2 separate regions of the Ovis aries genome follow, and region 2 is linked to region 1. Evidence: chromatin contacts called from public Hi-C data. All regions are on one chromosome and are shown on one strand. Each heading gives the region's core, a stretch centred on a gene start, on an enhancer-like site or on the middle of the called end of the contact. The rest is flanking DNA. Distances are from core to core; before and after follow the strand shown. Region 1 holds the start of TOR3A (torsin family 3 member A). Region 2 holds the start of AXDND1 (axonemal dynein light chain domain containing 1).

What was found. A called contact is a pair of places that touch in the nucleus more often than the background predicts.
Region 2: a contact with region 1 is called in a Hi-C map of muscle, with 8 times the contacts expected there. The contact joins the promoter of AXDND1 here to the promoter of TOR3A in region 1. A contact is called at or near these places in 12 of 16 Hi-C or Micro-C datasets (blood, hypothalamus, liver and 6 more).

What each region holds. Positions count from the first base shown.
Region 1 is chr12:59,837,013-59,842,568 of ARS-UI_Ramb_v3.0, reverse strand. TOR3A (torsin family 3 member A) reads right to left here and starts at 1,961. Exons shown (of 6, transcript XM_027975911.3): 1 at 1,644-1,961; 2 at 225-338. The coding sequence starts at 1,911. It overlaps FAM20B (FAM20B glycosaminoglycan xylosylkinase), which reads right to left. Exons shown (of 10, transcript XM_060396645.1): 10 at 4,369-5,556.
Region 2 is chr12:60,082,380-60,088,305 of ARS-UI_Ramb_v3.0, reverse strand. AXDND1 (axonemal dynein light chain domain containing 1) reads right to left here and starts at 1,271. Exons shown (of 26, transcript XM_004014094.6): 1 at 1,209-1,271; 2 at 680-872. The coding sequence starts at 758.

The DNA.
Region 1 (5,556 bases), core at 712-3,211:
CCAACACCTACTGAAGCAGCTAATGTGGCCAAAGCCCTCTGCCAAGGCCTTTCTTTCAGCCATGAGGGTGCAGGGTATGGGAGGCATGGTGGAGACAGGGAGGGTCTCTACCATGCTGCCAGCTATGGGCAAACTGAGGTTGGGGCCCTACGCCTTGGCATTCTCCTGAATTGCCTCCCTCCCTCCCCAAGATTCCTGGCCCTGAGGGCCACGTGAGGTCTAACCTGTGAAGTTGTTGATGATCCTGCAGTCCCCTCTGTCGCAGCAGTCCCAGAAGCTGCAGGACCACGTGCTCAAGATATCCAGGTACTGCTGGCCCAGCAGGGCAAAGCTCCAGCCTAGAAAAGGAGGAGCTGTGAGACAGGAATGGAGCCCAGGCTGGGCTGAACACTGCCTCCCTTCAAACTACCAGAGTGGTTCTTCCGTCCTCTCTCCAGAACCACTCCCCACCGCTCTGCCCTGGGCCTTCCTCTCACTGCACCTGGGAATGGGCTCAGGTGGGCATCTCTAGTAATGAGGAAGTAGATGGCCTTGCTATAGATGCAGCTCTAGTTGTAGCAAATTTACTCAACAATAAATCTTATTTTGTGCCAAAGTGTAAGTTACCCAGGCCCTGCCTGCAAGGAGTTTGCGGTCTCCGAGGGAGACAAACAGTAACGTGATTACCATGCTTCCTACTTGCTCTGGATTGCAGAATCATCTGATCACGGCCAACCCCAAGTGTCTCAATTCTTTTGCTGCTGTTCAATCGCTAAGTTGTGACCCCATGGACAGTAGCCAGCCAGGCTCCATTCTTCTATCAGATGTCAATTTGAATATACTGAGCACTGGCAAAAACAAAACAAAAACCATTCACTGGAATTTAGAATTTTTGATTTAGGGACTTCCCTGGTAGTCCAGTGGTTAAGACTCTGTACTTCCAATGCAGGAAGCATAGGTTGGATCCCTGGTTGGGGAACTAAGATCCCTCATGTCTGGAGGCCCTGCTCTCCTCTCCATCCCCCAAAAAAGAACTTTTAATTTAAATGAAAGATGTTTCTAGCACTACTGCAGGATTATCACTACAGAACCTAGAGTTAACGACATCGACTGCAAGGAGTCTGAGACCACCAGGGCCAGGACATTAATTTGACGACCCTGTCTCACAATTTATCAGTGACAGAGACTAAATCAGAACTCAGGTCTGGGGGACTGGTAGCCCAGCTTCAGCTTCTGTAAGCAGCTGAGGAGGACGACAAGGTACTTGAGGGGAGTGCCCAACTGGGGATTTTCCTCAAAGTCATCAAGAATGTGGGCAAGAGCAGCTCCTTGGAATAATGGCAGGGCAGGTTCGGAGACAGCAGGGACGTGTAAGCCGTGTCTGGAGGAGCCAGGAACGGGCGAGGAGTGCAGCCAGGACCGCTCGTCTGCCTAAGGACGCAGCGCCAGCGGCAGTGATGAGGGTTCCTGGTTCCGAAGAGGCTGCCCTGCTCTTAGCTCGGCCTAAAGGCTGGGCGGAAGAGCAGAGCCGTTGGCTAAGGCGCTCGTCTGCTGATCGCGACGGCCCGGGACAGGCGCGAGGCTCTGAACGCCGCGGCCGGATCCCAGCGGGCCTCGCCCATCCCTCCCGCCCGCTCCCGCCCTCCTGAGCCCGAGGGTCTTACCCGGGGGCCGCGCCGACGCCTCCTCATCCTTCCCACAGCCCTCAGGCCACACGCGGCAGCTGTAGAGAGCCCAGTAGCGTCTGGAGAGCGCGCCGGCCGCCCTCAGTCGTTCCCGCAGGCCCTTGAAGGCCAGCCAAGCCCCGGCCGAGCCTGCCTCCTCGGTCCCCTCCCTCGGCCTTGCCTGGCCGCCGTGTCCCCACGCACTCGGGGGCGGCAGCAGCAGCGACAGAAGCAGGAGCCAGAGCAGACGCTCTGTGCCCCCGAGCATGACCAGGCCGGCAGCAGATCCCTCCACCGCTGGGCCTTCCCGGCCCTTTCAGGGTCCCGGCCTGAGGGCGGGCGCCCGTACTTCCGAGGCCCGGATTGGCCGGGGATTGGCGTTGCCATGGGAACTGCAGGCGGGCCGAGCTCGTCTCCCAGGTGACCCAGGGAAGAGACCGGGAATCCGCCCGGAACCGAAACCGAGTGGTTCTTGAGACTGCAACCAGAGGCCACTTGCAGGCGCCGCCCAGCCGACTGGGGCCTCGCTGCCAGGCAGCAGTCTATTCTGGGTGATCGTGGTTGCAAAGGAGTTGAAGTCAGGCCTTGAAATGGCCACTGTCAATCACCCAGTTACTTTCGTTCGGCTCCGGTGGCCCGCCTGAGGGCTACGAAATACGGGCTCCCACTGGTGCCCTGTCCTGTGTCTGCAGATCAACTTCCTGCCAACCTGTTAAATGAAACCGGGCAACCGTCTCACCGGGAGCTTGAGTTAGCCAGGGGAAGTGAGCCCTGGGTCTGGCTTCGCTAGAGGGAAATGAAACAGAGCAGCAAGCAGTCAGCAGGTTTCCACAGCTGGGGAAGCTAATGGGCTCCAGACTGGAGATATTTCGATTTGGGAAACTCCCCGAGAGTCATGGAAAAACCACGAGGTCTCATGTCAATGTAATCACAGCCTGTTGAAAACAAGCTAGGCTGAGTACTGAGTGCACTTTCTGGGCTTAAATTTGCAATTTTGAAATGCTTGTGACTGAACAGCTCTTCAAGACACCGCTGGCAGAAGACCTCTGGGCCTCTCTTCTCCGTAACGTGAGCATGTAACAAGCTTGCTGGATTTCCCAAGTGCTTACTGCATTTTTTTCAAAGATCACCTGAGTTATTGAAGCTACTGACCTAAGAGCCATCTTGTCCTGGAAGAAACTGGTGAATTCATGCTGATAAAATGACTAGTATTTACCTTGGTTTCTTAAAAAAAAAAAAATTCAAGTTTTAAGACTGTGGAAATAATTCTCTACTGGTAACTTTCATGGAGGGTTAACTGATATTTGAGATTTCATTTCACAGTATAAATAAAGCAGGTCTCTTGGAAGTTCTTGGACAATTTGATTTCAAGACATCTTTCTCCTAAAAGACTCAACGTTTGTTTTTCAACCAAAGTCAGTCTCAGGTAGAAACAATGAATCCAAACACCAGTTCATGGGTAAGCCTCTATTTTCAGTAAATTTGCTATTTCATTCTCAGGGCTTGGAGACTCCTGGTTGTAAAGCTAGGAGCAAGATCTCATGGATGACGGAGACATCTAGTGGCTCTTGTGAAAACTACAGGCAGCTGTGTTTCCTTAGCAAGCAAACTCAATCCTACTCTAGAATAGCCCCAAGAACCATTGGCTTTGGTACTGCCCTGAAGCTTGTTAGAAATGCAAGCTCAGGCCCAAACCTACTCAATCAGAATATGCATTTTAGCAAACACTTTCAAAGAGCAAAAGGGCACAGAGCACCTTTAGTGAGGTCATCTGGATGGAACCTAGCTTTGCAATAGACAACCTCCCCACCTGCTGCAGGCCATCAACAGCAGTATCTGCCTTGAAAACAATCTTTACAACTGTTAACTTTATTCTCTTAATTCCTGGGACTTACAAAGCAGTTTATCTTACAAAACTCACCCATGCTAAATCAGTGGTTATGACCATGCTTGTCTCTATTTTATAAAATGAGAGCTGCTAAAAATCATTTTTATAAGAAATATACTGGGTAAAAATAAGCCCATATTAATAGAATCACTCCTTCGCTACTCCCAGCTGCCTTTAGGCTTCCACAGTGGTCTTTCTGGAATGCTTGAGAAGAAAACTAAGTCTGAAATCTCACCTAGAAAAGGATCGTATGAGGTGAGTCAGTAAGGAACATGTTCTAGGCTTCAGCCTCCCTTTTGTATTCAAGCACAAGTGACTAAAACTGGCACAAACAAAAATGCTACAAATCAAGTCAAAATCTTGAGAGCTCGACTCAGTTGTCTGGTTGAGGTTTATGATGTCGCATTTCCATTGCAAAATTTAGAAATCTGGTGTCCCAAAAATCACTATCAGCACCTGGTCTTGACTTCCAGGCCTCTATGGTAATGTGCTGACAAGTCCTTCGGGATTCAAAATTCTTTGCAGAAGCTGCAAGAATGGAGTTAATTAAGTATTAAATAAAAAGCACCTAAGAGTTATCCTACTGAAAATCTTGGTTCTGTCACAACCTAACAGGCAACTTCTGAAGACTGAGATGTGTAAAGAGAAGAAGTGTAATGAGACGTGTAAAGGTCTTATCTGTCGTTGATTCTGTGAAACAACCCCTGTGGAAGTTTATGCAGATGCAGATGTAATCTTCTGTCCCCTAACAAAAATGGAAATCTGAATTGAAAACAATAGAAATACCCTGAACCAGCAGGTGGGGTGAGGGGATAATAAGAGGAAATGATACATTGGTACTTATTAAAATCTTTATTCATTGTCTTTTTTTTCAGAATTGAAACCCATAGAACACATTAGAAATTTAGGTGCATATCTGTCTTGTTTGATGTCTTACCAAGCACAACCTCTATTTGTGCAAGAGCTCTGAGAGGAAATCCTTGGCAGATCAGAACCGAGGATCGCGGTTCTTAACACCTCTCTCTTAAGCAAATAAATTACTTCCCGGTAAATTATTCCCAGATTCCCCCCCTAAACATTTTGTATTTTTGAGTAACACTTTAGTTCCTTAAAAACCTGTGGCAGTATAGTATCCAGCCCCCACCTTTTCAACCCAGACTTGAGGAGTGGAAGGGAGGAAAACTGGCCCACCCCTGCTGTACAGCAGTCTTACGAGGCGGGTCTATCTGCCTCGGACACCGGCCCTGGCTAGCACAGTAGGTGTTTCCTGAATGGTTGGTCTTTATGTCACTTAGGTTCACGCTCAGAGACTGAGAACCTTTTACTAGCTTCAGGTTCTTCAGCAACATAAGTCAGTGTTTCCCTGTGTGAAAATAAATATTTTCTTGTTAGAATACATATATGACTATATACATACATATACCTTGACTCATGTTTCCTGAAGCCCAAGCTCACAAAATGACAGCTGCTGTTTACCATCATTTGAGGTGTGGTCATGGACTGGTCAAATGAGAATATGGAAGCCGTGGAGAAGAGAGGGTGAAGGGACATGCTGGATAGGAGGGGAAGGCCAAAAGCCTCTTTTTTTAAAAAAAAAGAAAGAAAGAAAGAAAAGATGGATTTCTTTGGAAGAACATGTGGCTTTCAGGTGACACTGAAATTTTGCCATGTAGAGGATTCATTTTGCCCCAAACAGTATACAATGGATGTACCTGAATTCTCCCTTTCCTTATTACATTTGACATATTAATCCTGAGAGCAAATACAGAGAAATGCCTTATTAATATATTATTAAGCAATACTCTGAGCAAGTCAGATCCTGTCTATTAATTTGTTTTGCACAGAAAATTATTTACCCCAAACTAATAATACACCTTCATATTAAAGAACAATTTTAGGATGAAACCTCTATACCCATATTCCCGCAAACTCTGGAATAAATATATTTAAAAAGGAGAAGGAGTGCAGAAATGCTACTCAGTTCTGATTTTCTTAGTTTTAGAAGATTGAAATGTATCCATGTTT
Region 2 (5,926 bases), core at 22-2,521, 250 kb before region 1:
CCTGATACAAAGTCTTGAGAAGACTCTTGAGAGTCCCTTGGACTACAAGGAGATCCAACCAGTCCCTTCTAAAGGAGATCAGTCCTGGGATTTCTTTGGAAGGAATGATGCTAAAGCTGAAACTCCAGTACTTTGGCCACCTCATGAGAAGAGTTGACTCATTGGAGAAGACTTTGATGCTGGGAGGGATTGGGGGCAGGAGGAGAAGGGCACGACAGAGGATGAGATGGCTGGATGGCATCACTGACTCGATGGACGTGAGTTTGAATGAACTCTGGGAGTTGGTGATGGACAAGGAGGCCTGGTGTGCTGTGGTTCATGGCTTCCCAAATAGTCCGACAGGACTGAGCAACTGAACTGAACTGAACTGATACAAACTAGTTCCTTAACAAAGAAAAACCCCCCAAACCCCAGAAAGTACTGTTTCAAACCACCACTGGTACTTAAAATAGGTTGAATTTAGAACAACATAAAACTCATCAGCATTTGAAAAAAAAATTACAATCCTTACGCGGAGTAGGACTGCAAAATATTATAAAAGACAAGGCTTTTTATTTTATTTAAACAAGTATATTAGTAAAACAAAACTAAAGTATCTGAAATCTCAGATTAAGGAAAAAAGTGAATGGTTGTGATTTCTGATTATGGTCATGATTACTTATGCCTTGACGAACGTTACCTGTCTCTTCCTTGGATGCAGAGATTTTCAAGTTTTTGCCCTCAGGTGTTGACGTGGAGGGTGTTTTCGGGAGTGACATTATAAGCAATGCCTAGCACTCTCTGTAAATAGTTGAAATACCCCTCTGGAAAGCTAATCTACAAACCTATCACCGGCATGCAGTACTGGGATTTGGCAGAGTTGCAACACAGACCTGCAGGGAAAAAAGAGAGACATAGAAGGGAAGGGAGGGAGGGATACCCGTTTAGTGTTCATGCTAAATTTGGAGTTTACAATTTATCTACCTTGGGTTTTCTTTGGGGAGATTTCTGGGCTCTCCCAAGATATCTGATGCAACTAAAATACCTGGGCCCAGGCCGGGAAGAACACGCTGGGCCCACCCCTCCGACCACCGGCACCACCTAAGGGCGCCCCTGGCTTCCCCATAGGCCGCCCTCGCGCTCGCAGCTTCACCGACTCGAGGTCGGGCAGAACTCGACCTCGTTTCTGCCGTCAGAAGTGATGGGAAACGGACACTTGCAACCCGTACCCGTAAATTGTGTTTCCCGCCAGACATCTTGTTGCCACGCCTTTCCCGGGACGCCTTCGTGTTGTCATGGAAACCCAGGACCCCGCGCCTTGGCAACCCTCAATGGCAGCTGCCTTCGACGGTGCCGGCGGACGACGGAGACGGCTAAGAAACAGTCTCTCGGGGATCGGATGTTTTAAATCATAACACACTTTCAGTTGCATGAAGAATAAAACGTTTAATCGAGCCGTTGTTACGGAGTCAGAAAGTGTCTGGATCCCAGGGCTTCCGAAACAGGTGGGCGCCAGGGCGCAGGCGCTAGCCAGTGTCGCACCCCCACGCCCTCGACCTCCCCACTCTCCCACCTTGGGACCAAAGGCGGAGTCCGACTCGAGCGAGTGTTTCGCCATCCCTTCATTCCACTTTTTTGTTTCCTCTGTTTTTCCACAAGCCAAATTCAGGGGGAAATGGGGTGATCAACAAGTATTGAGTTCCCATCAATCCTATCAACTGAGGCAGTATTGCGGATGCTGCCTCTGTCCTTGGCATTTCCATGGAATCTTCCTTGGATACTTAAGAGCCACTTGCGCCCGCGCCCCTCATACCCCAACCTCTACCCCCATTTTCCCTGCGGGCGGAAGGCATTCCTAGGTACAGAAATTTTTAGCTGGAGGTCGGTGGGGAAATTGCACCTCAGGCAGAGACAACCCGATCAAATCGTTGGGTCTTACTGCTTGAAAACATGTTCACAGGAAGTTATGTGATAAATACATTGAAACAGAGGTGAAAACCCCCCTCTCAACACCACCATTATCGGCTCTGCTGTACCCGACCCACAGCAAAGCCAACTGCCATCTGATTATGATAAAGGAAAATAAACTTTATCGCAAGGTGCTAAGCAAGGAGAGCAGGCTCTAAAGACCAGAATTCCCTGATGGCTCTCAGTGAGGCGCTTTTAAAAGCAAGGTGAGAAACTGGCCACAGGCACCTGATTAGCTTGTAGACATTTTGACAGCTTGATTGCGGATTAGTGGTGAGTTAACCAGGTGTTATTTCAGGAGTCAGCATCAACCTTACTATTCCAAACAGTCTGGGGTCTATGTGCTTTCAAGAGCATTTAGTCAGTGTCTTCCGACTGGTGGTGGGGTTACTATCTGTAAAACAACTGGAGGATATGGCTCAGAATATTTATCTATAGCCTTTGAGTAGGAACTAAGCGTCCCTGACTTGCTTAAACTGTTATTTTATCTTACTTGTTTTGTTTCTAAGTGTTCTCACTTCTCTGAATTTGCTCTTTGGAACGTGGAGAAGGCCTAGAAGGCTAAAGCTTTTCTGCAAACAGGAGGCAGGGGATGTGGGGTGGGATCTGTCCCCTGGAAGGCCTTGGAATTCTGCGGCCCAGATTCAGGATCACTTTGTATTAAGACGGAATCTTAATGCTAAGTAGTGCTGGTGGCATCCCTGCATTTAGATGAAGCTGTTAGGTGTCATTTCAGGGGTTCTGAAGAGCTGCAGTACCATAGTCCTTTATGTCTCAGGGCAGAAAAGAATTTAGCAAGAGGCAAAGTGTTGGAGAAGACTCTTGAGAGTCCCTTGGACTACAAGGAGATCAAACTAGACAATTCTAAAGGAAATCAGTCCTGAATATTCACTGGAAGGACTGATGCTGAAGCTGAAACTCCAATACTTTGGCCACCTGAATCAAAGAACTGACTTATTGGAAAAGACCCTGATGCTGAGAAAGACTGAAGGCAGGAGAAGGGGACGACAGAGGATGAGATGGTTGGATGGCATCACCATCCAAATGGATGGACAGGAGTTTGAGCAAGCTCCGGAAGTTGGTGATGGACAGTGAAGCCTGGTGGGCTGCGGTCCACAGGGTCGCAGAGTTGGACACAACTGAAAGTGATAGATGTGGGACTTCACAGGTGGCCCAGTAGTAAAGAATCCACCTGCCAATGCAGAAAGAAGACACAAGGGACTCCAGTTCGATCCCTGGGTCAGGAAGATCCCCTGAAGTAAGAAATAGCACCCCACTCCAGTATTCTTGCCTGGAGAATCCCGTGGACAGAGGAGCCTGGCAGACTAGTCCAGGGAGTCGCAGAGTGTGACGCAACTGTGCACACAAGTGATAGACAGTAAATGATTTATTAGAATAGGATACTTGTGAGGTTTACAAGTGGGTGGGACATTTCATACCAGGAAAACTGGCTGGGCTACTATTTTATAATCAAAGGAAAAGTGGGGAGGAGAACTTCTTGACTTTCTTGAGCAGACATCATGCTTCCATCGTCAGCTCCTCCTTCAGGCTGAGCAGGGGAGTTTTCTTGCCTCTAGCCCCTGGTCAGCAAGTTATTGTTTATGTGTGCAGAGACCATGTCCTAGGGATTATTAACTTACTGAGCTCACTGGGCAGGATGTGGCTCTCATAGCACCATTAGTTTATTATTTGGGGCATGTGTCATCCTTTTGTCTCACGGTTTTGTTGCTAAGCAAACCTGCTCTATTGCATAATCATTAACTTACAGGGGCCTCCCACATTTTTTCTATTTACAGCCCCCTGGGGGGACTAATTTTCATCACCTATTGTTCTTTAGTCGCTAAGTCATGTCCAACTCTTCTGCAACCCCATGGACTGCATCCCACCAGGCTCCTCTGTCCATGGGATTTTCCAGGCAAGAATACTGGAGTGGGTTGCCATTTCCTTCCCCAGGAGATCTTCCCAACTCAAGGATCAAACCCACATCTCCTGCTTGACAGGTTCTTTACCACTGAGCCACCTGGGAAGACCATGTCCCTTTACTCTGTCCCTATCACATCCTCCTCCAGGTGTTTACCCTTTTATGCTTAAAAGCGGGTAAAGGGCAACGACTGATCAGTGGTTATTTCCAGGTGAGAAGGGATGTAGGCCTGCCTGGAGGAGGAGTAAAAACTTGGCTGAATGTCCATTCTCTATTTGGAGAACTGCAAGTTAATGTCATTCTAGCATTAGCATCATATCTAAAAGGATGATGTCTTAGCATCATCCTTTTAGCCCTCTTAGATGTTAAGTATTGGAGGATGAGTCTACAAAAAAGTTAAATTAAGAGAAATACAGCAGTAAGCATTAGAAAGTCATTAAAAGAGATTATGACCATGATTTTGAAGATTCAAACTGTTTTACCCCAAGGAGTTTCCAAATGTGGAAGAGGACCACTTAAGGCCTCAATCTGTTTTAGTTAGGCCTAGAATGTTTTATATTTGAGGGTCTATTGAGTCTTCTCAGTATAGATTTAATCTCTTATTTTTTGTTAATATCCGTTGGTGATGAAAATGGCTTCCCTGCCCCTCTATGGACAGAATTGTTTTTTGGTGTTAGTTATATAGATGGCATCTCTAGGCAAAGCCACTTTTGGACTTGGACCCCACTGGCCTTTTGATTGTGACAGCATCAAAGGCTGAGGGACCCCCATCACTCTCTAGCATCTGAGGCATTTCCTCTTCCAATGCCCTGCTGGTCACTCAGTCATTATCTATTCTTTGAGGCCCCACTGACTGGAGCCCACCAGGCTCCTGTCCATGGAATTCTCTAGGCAAGAATATTGGGAGTGGGTAGCCATTTCCTTCTCCAGAGGATCTTCCCGACCCAGGGATCAAACCTGGGTCTCCTGCACTGCAGGTGGATTCTTTACCATCTGAGTCACCAGGGAAGCCCCTCCAAAGCCCTGGCTGCTTGCCAAGGGCCCACCGATCACAATGTTTCCTCCCGTGTCCCTTCTGTCCACACAGGGCACACTGATTTTTGTCTGGGTACCCATGGGCCTTGTGGCCCACCATGGCCAGACTGGCACAGAAAGCCTGGTCTCCCTGTGTTTGTCCTGAGTGGACAAAGCCATTGTCACCATCTGGGCCTTTTGTTTATCTCTGGGTGCGTTCCACCTTTTTGGTCGTATCTCTGTTATTGAAAAACCAAATAAACCAGTTGGACAAAATTGCTCATAGGGGTCTGAGGACCAGCAATTGTTTTTTCATTTTGTGTCTGATGTCTGGGACAGACTGGGTATAAAATGCATAGCCAAAAGGGCCTGTTCCTTGGGGAAGGGGGATCCACATTTGTATACTTTTTAAAAGCTTTCACTAATCTCCCTTGAAAAATGGCAGAATTTTCCTCTGGTCCCTGTTGTACTTCTTCCACTTTTTTCCTAATTAGCAGATTTCACTGTAACTTTTTTATACCTTCTATTAAAAACAGTCATATGGTCCCATCTATCCCTATCAATAAATTTAGTGACTTCATTGTGGATCTGCCTTAGGGACAGCTTTGTTCCCCACCTGGTGTACTGAATGGCCCTCCTGGGCTTGGGCTGTCATTTCGTCAGCATGGACTCTGGCTATCACATGCTGTTCTTTCTCAGGGGTGTAGCAGTGAGATAAAAATCTGTGAATTCCCCCTGGTAAAATCAAAAGATCTGATTAACCAGGTGAACTCCTGTGTGACATGTTCGGGGTCCTCAGAAAAATCCCCCAACTTACCTGCCAGATTTAGATCAGACACTGAAAAAAGCGCATTTCTTGATTTTTATCAGAAGTTTCTCTTGGAGGCAGAACCATAGGCACTTAGCGATAACTTACATAGCTGTAGGTAATAGCTAAACCGAAAATTACCCCCTTGGTTAACTTGAAGTACAAAGGTCTCTCCTCACCCTTGGGTGTGTTTCCCCTGGGATAATAGCCTTGGTTTGAGTAGCCATTTCCATAAA